Linked DNA regions of Oryctolagus cuniculus: region 1 is linked to region 2. The links are chromatin contacts, called in public Micro-C maps. All regions are on one chromosome and are shown on one strand. Each heading gives the region's core, a stretch centred on a gene start, on an enhancer-like site or on the middle of the called end of the contact. The rest is flanking DNA. Distances are from core to core; before and after follow the strand shown.

Region 1 (3,080 bases), core at 214-2,713, 43 kb after region 2:
CTTGGGCCCTGCACCCCATGGGAGACCAGGAGAAGCACCTGGCTCTGGGCTTTGGATCAATGCGGTGCGGTGCGGTACGCTGGCCACAGCAGCCATTGGAGGGTGAACCAACAGCAAAAGGAAGACCTTTCTCTCTGTCTCTCTCTCTCTCACTGTCCACTCTGCCTGTAAAAAAAAAAAAAAAAAAATCTGGCATTTTAGCATGCGTTATGAGCAAGACAGGATTTGGCATCCTTGCCGCAGAAAATGCACACGTGTGCTCACTGCTCTCTCTCTGTCACGCACACACACCGCCTCTTATTTGGAAAGCCAGTTATGAATGACGGTGGTTTCGTGGTGAGAAATTTTCTCCGCCCTCCCTCCCTGCCACATCTGCCGCTTTCGGTACTGTGCCAGGTTAGTCTGAGGCTGGCGGCAGGTTGGGGCTTGTCTAGCACGGGGGCCCTGGGTGCTGCGAGGACAAGGAAGAAGCTGGGCAGTCGGGTAAGGAGATGAAAGTAAGAGTGGGCAGGAGACACAGATGGCTGTGATGGTTTAAAGGGAAACAAGATAAAGTAACTCCAGACTCAGACCAGGAGGAATGTGAGACTAGGAAAACGGAGTGGACCCTAACCCTAGCTTGTGCCCCTGTCAGGTGGAGAGAGTTGTTGGGAACATGGGGAGGAGCAGCTCTGCGTGGTGTTGGGGTCCTCTCACCCCGAAGTTGTGAGAGTGCAAAGCAACACCACCCCTGTGCCTTTTCACGGTGTTCTGCGAGAAGGGGATGCCCAGACCACCCCAGGACACAGCTCGACTGGAGCCCAAAGCTTCCTCTGGCCTTTTTTGCTTTCTGTCCTGAATAGCTGCAGCTGTTTCTAAAAACAGACAGCTCCATCTTGTTTCTCCTGCAGCCACCGGCGCCTTCATCTGGTGCCTTCTGACTTTTGGTTGACTATGCGGGCCCAGCCCGGGAGCCAGGGCTGCACAGCCTGGCCTAGCCTGGCCTGGCCTGGCCCCGCCCTCCCCCCCGCCCCCTCTGCCAGCACAGCCTGGCCCGGCCCCCTCCCCGCGCTGCCAGCACAGCCTGGCCTGGCCCCGCCCTCCCCCCCGCCCCCTCTGCCAGCACAGCCTGGCCCGGCCCCCTCCCCGCGCTGCCAGCACAGCCTGGCCTGGCCCCGCCCTCCCCCCCGCCCCCTCTGCCAGCACAGCCTGGCCCGGCCCCCTCCCCGCGCTGCCAGCACAGCCTGGCCCGGCCCCCTCCCCGCGCTGCCAGCACAGCCTGGCCCGGCCCCCTCCCCGCGCTGCCAGCACAAGTGCTGTAGGAGCGGTGCCGCTCCACTGTGGTCACTTCCGCTGTTGTTTTCCAGGTCCCACCGTCACCATCTTCATTTTTACTGTAAACGCGTTCCTTCAGTCTGTTCTCTGCCCCAACACTTCACTTCCTCCAACCTCAGCTGTGACAAGAAAACACTCAGCCGCATACGGCTCCAGTGATGTCAGCAGCCTCTGACTCAGAAGCCTCTGTGACTTCCTGCTGTCTCTGCACTCTGCTGAGCCGGGCACCAGGTTCCGTGTCCAGAGGCGGGTGAGCAGCTGGTCATCATCGCTCCACTTGAGACCGGACGCGGGGATATTTACGAGGGGTGCCTAACCCGGGAAGGGTGTTAGGGGAGGGTGATGGGAAGAGGGCGCTGTTTCCGTGCTGAGCCCCAAGCCGTGCTGGAGTGGGCCAAGTGGGCAGTAAGGGAGGAACCATTCCAGGTAGCTGAAGCCGCTGTGCGAAGGCCCTGGGGCCAGAGAGCAGGGGTCGCTGGATGACAAGTGCTTCCCTCTGGTGGAGAATGAGTATAACTAAGGGGGATCATCCCGGCTGGGGGTGCTGTGTTGGGGGGGAGCTGAGGAAGGCTTTTAAGATCCATCACTGGCTAAAAAACAGACAACTGAGTGAGAGAAGAAAAACTGGAGGCAAGGAGAAGCAGCGGCCAGCCAGCGGGCAGGAAGTGGCCCCACGGTGGCGCCTCTGAGGCATCTGTTGTGGTCGCCTTTTGTTGTGATTTATGTGCATATTTTTTTTTTAATTTTATTTATTTGAAAGGCAGAGTTAGAGAGAGAAGGAGGAGGAGGAGGAGAGAGAGAGAGTCTTCCATCTGCTGGTTTACTCCCCAAACGACCTCAACGGCCAGGGCTGGGCCAGCCTGCAGCCTGGAGCTTCTTCCAGGTCTCCCGTGTGGGTGCAGGGCCCAAGCACCTGGGTCATGTCTGCTGCTTTCTCAGGCCATCAGCAGGGAGCTGGATGGGAAGTGGAGCAGCTGGGACTTGAACCCCATATGGGATGCTGGCGTCACAGGCAGCAGCTTAACTGGGGATGCCACAGCACCAACCCCTTGTGTGCATATTAGTAACTTTCCTAAAATTCCTTACTTCCCCATCCTGACCAAGTTGTACTCTGTTTAGATAAGTGCTGGATATTAATCTCAACTCCGTGGAAGCTTTTGCATGGCAGATCTGCCCTGGTCTCCAGAGCGGGTGGGGCGGGGCCGGTTCAGAGCAGCAGGTGGGACCCCACACTTCCTGCAGCCCAGCTGGGCTTCCTGTGATTTCTGAGAAACAAACTTGAGTTACCCCTCCTCCCCACGGAGGACAGAGGACCCTCTGACGCCCTACCCTTCTCACAATACGGTCACCCTGGGAAAATGGCTGCTGCTGGGATCAGCCACGCTTGCCCAGCAGCTGAAGGCACAGGCGGTGCACGGGCCTCCAGGAGCCGGGGGGAGGCGGCCGTCCCCAGCAGGGGCGGGAGGCCCAGTTTGGGCTCTGCTGCTCACTGCTCGTTCACCCACTCCCCGGTTCTCAGGCTGCCGGACCCTGGCTGCTCTGGGAGTTGTGGCCTTGCCTGTCCCCTCCTCCTCTCCTAGAACCCACTGGGAAGTACACAGAGTTCAAGCCAGCGAGGTGGAGGGGACAGATGGCATTGCTGAGGTCACCGACCCAGGCTCAGAGGGGCCCTGGAACCTGGGAGACGCCCTGTGGGGGCCCTATTTCTCCCCCAGACGGTGTTTGGATTAGAGATGTGATAAACAGAAGCATGCAAACTGTACCCA
Region 2 (2,803 bases), core at 224-2,723:
ATTTTAAGAACCTCACTTCTACTCCTAGAAGCTTTTCCATCCTAAGAATTGCTAAGGAGTTGCCTTTCTCTGGCCTTCCACCTGTTATCTGTACTTAGTTTAGGGGGTGATTTGTTGCCCAGGTTAGACCAGAAGGTCCTGAGCTGAGGCAATAATTTAGGCATCCCTGATTTCCACATCAGCACCTAATAGGTGCCACCAACACCGACACCACGTGGCTGGTGAGGCGCTGAGTCCTCTTCCGGCAGCACCTAGAGGACATGAGCTACGCCTGGGAAAAGTCAGACAAGCCCACGGCCCTGACGGACTGTGCTGACCCCCATCCAGGAAATGTCAACGCGGCATGGCAATCTAGGGTTTTCCTAAACTCCAGTAAAAGCCACCTGCAACGCTGGCATCCCACAGGGGCGCCACTTCTATCCCGGCTGTTCCACTTCCGACCCAGCTCCCTGCTGTGGCCTGGGAGAGCCGTAGATGAACCAAGTGCCTGGAACCCTGCACCCGCGTGGGAGACCCGGAAGAAGCTCCTGGCTTTGGCCTGGCACAGCCCAGCTGTTGTGGCCATCTGGGGAGTGAATGTCTGTCTGTCTGTCTGTCTGTCTCCCCCCCCCCCGTGTGTGTGTGTGTGTGTGTGTCTGTCTGTCTCCCTCCCTCCCTCCCTCTCTCTCTCTCTCCCTCTCCCTGTGTGTGTGTGTGTGTGTGTCTCCCTCTCTCTGTAACTCTACCTCTCACATACATAAATAAATCTTTTAAAAACGGCTCACTAGGAGCCGGGGCGCGGGTGTCCCCACGGAGCTTCCTGCCCACGCAGCCGGGACGCGGAGGGCCGCCCCTCACGGCAGAGACCCGCTGGGCTCCTGGCTGCAGCCCGGCCCGGCCTCTGCTCTGGGGGCATCCGAGGGGCCAGCCGGCGATGGACGCTCGCTCTGATGCTGCGCCTTTCAAATAAACCCAGATTTTTAAAAGCTGCGGCTCAGAACCACCTTGCTTCGGTGTGATACGCCGTGCGTCCGGAGTGTCCACCTGCACACGGCGTGGCGTCCGAGCCAGGCAGCAGCCGCGACCGACACCTGTCACCCCGCGGGAGGCGAGCGAGGGGCTGGCCGGGACCGCGTCGAGCCCCCGCCGAGCACCCCGCCGGCCGCACTCGCGCGCCGCTCCCTCCCGCAGCCCGGCGGCGCCCACCCGCCGCGCCTTGGCCACAGCGCCGACCACACTCACCCTTTCACCACAAAGAAGGGGTCCTCCATGGACATGGCGTCCGCCCGGCCGCCTCGCCCCTGCGCGCCCACCGGCTCCTGCAGCGGCCGTGCCCGGCCTGTGGCCCGAGCGGAGGCCGGGGCGAGGGCACCCGAGCTGGGTGCAGGCGAGGCCGGGGGCGCGTGGGGTGCGCCGGACGCCGCGGGCCCAGCTCTCGGCGGCGCCACCGGCAGAACCCGACTCAGCCACCGGCCTGACTCCGCCCACGGGCCCTCGGCCGCAGCCAATCGCGTCCGCAACCGCTCCCACGTGACAGGCCACGTCCCGCCTCTCACCGTCGGGGCCTGCGCACTGCGCCCCGGGGCCCGGCGGCAGAGCCCAGACGTGGGCGGGGCCCGGCGTGGTGGGGCGGGGCCCTGTATGGGCGGGGCCCGGCGTGGTGGGGACGGGGCCCTGTATGGGCGAGGCCCGGCGTGATGGGCGGGGCTCGGCGTGGTGGGGGCGGGCCTCTGCGGCCAGGCAGTCCGCGCCTGGGGGAAGATCACTGGTTCGGGCTCCGCGGGCTGCGTGCTCCGTACAGCCGTCTCACTTTCCCTGTGCCTCAGTGCTCGTCGGAGACCTGCTGTACAGCTGCTCGTACCTGCCATCGGCCTGCGCCGGCCCCGCAGCTGCCCTGGCGCGCGGCGCTCCTCGGGGCTGGACCCCCGGCGTGGGCAGCAGTGGGGTGGGCAGCCGATGGGCTTCTCCGGGGTCGCGCAGCGGTCACCCTGGCACCCCCAAGTGACCTGCCCAGGGTCACTTGTGCACTTGGCCTCTCGCTCCGAGCCGCTCTGAGCAGTAAATCAAGATGCATGTTAGACCGCAGAACCCCGAGGAGGCAGGGAGTGCGGCCGGCGCACAGCTGCTGCAGGAGTTGTGCAGGAGACCTGGGAGGGGTCCGCGTGTTCAGCAACCGCGTGGTCGTGGATGGACTCCCCTGTGGAGTTCAGAGCCCCTCCCCCCCACACACACACTTCTCACCTGTGCGGTCTTGGGCAGCGTGCTGTCTCCCCGTCCTGTTCTGGGTAGTGAAGTGGTCACCGCCTGCCTTCCCCACGCTCTCAGAAGCATCCCGTCCATGTGTGAGCAGTGCTGAGAGCCACCAGGCGTGGGCACGGGAGCAGGGGGCTGGTTCCTTGCCCCCAAGGCCCGCAGAGGGCAGGTGCACACAGGGCACGAAGCGAAGGCGGCGGCTGCCATAGACACAGGGGCTCTGTGTGCAAGCCGGGAGGGGCAGGCACAGGGGAAGCAGGCTGGGGTGTGGAGCCCCCCAAGTCTGGCTGGAGCAGGAGTAGGATGGCGGCCTGGGGCCATGCTAAGTACCTGGACACTCCCGAGGCCATGGGGACTGGGGCATCCGCAGGGCAGGATGGGCGTCTGACAGGTGCTGCGGGCCCTGTCCTGAGCCAGGCTTGGGCCGACCAGCAGAAGATGCGAGCGTCAGCCGGCATGGTGATGGCATGGTGATGGCGGCCTCCCCTGGCTGCCGTCCACTGTGCTTGGGGGTACAGTGCGCAGGGATGGGGAGTGCTCTGAATGACGGAGCTCCCCAGGCTGTCACCTC

The links. A called contact is a pair of places that touch in the nucleus more often than the background predicts.
Region 1: a Micro-C map of ear pinna shows a contact between it and region 2, with 4 times the contacts expected there. The contact joins the enhancer-like site here to the promoter of STX6 in region 2. A contact is called at or near these places in 2 of 6 Hi-C or Micro-C datasets (ear pinna and skin fibroblasts).

The regions. Positions count from the first base shown.
Region 1 is chr13:147,953-151,032 of mOryCun1.1, forward strand. No RefSeq gene overlaps it. Among named protein-coding and RNA genes, the nearest start is that of IER5, 8.2 kb to the left of the region's middle. Within about 2 kb of position 1,464, at least 5 of the 8 cell types and tissues checked have an H3K27ac peak or open chromatin away from gene starts, as enhancers often do. A contact at or near this core is called in ear pinna, where this site is marked.
Region 2 is chr13:104,903-107,705 of mOryCun1.1, forward strand. STX6 (syntaxin 6) reads right to left here and starts at 1,474. Exons shown (of 8, transcript XM_051841021.2): 1 at 1,222-1,474. The coding sequence starts at 1,256.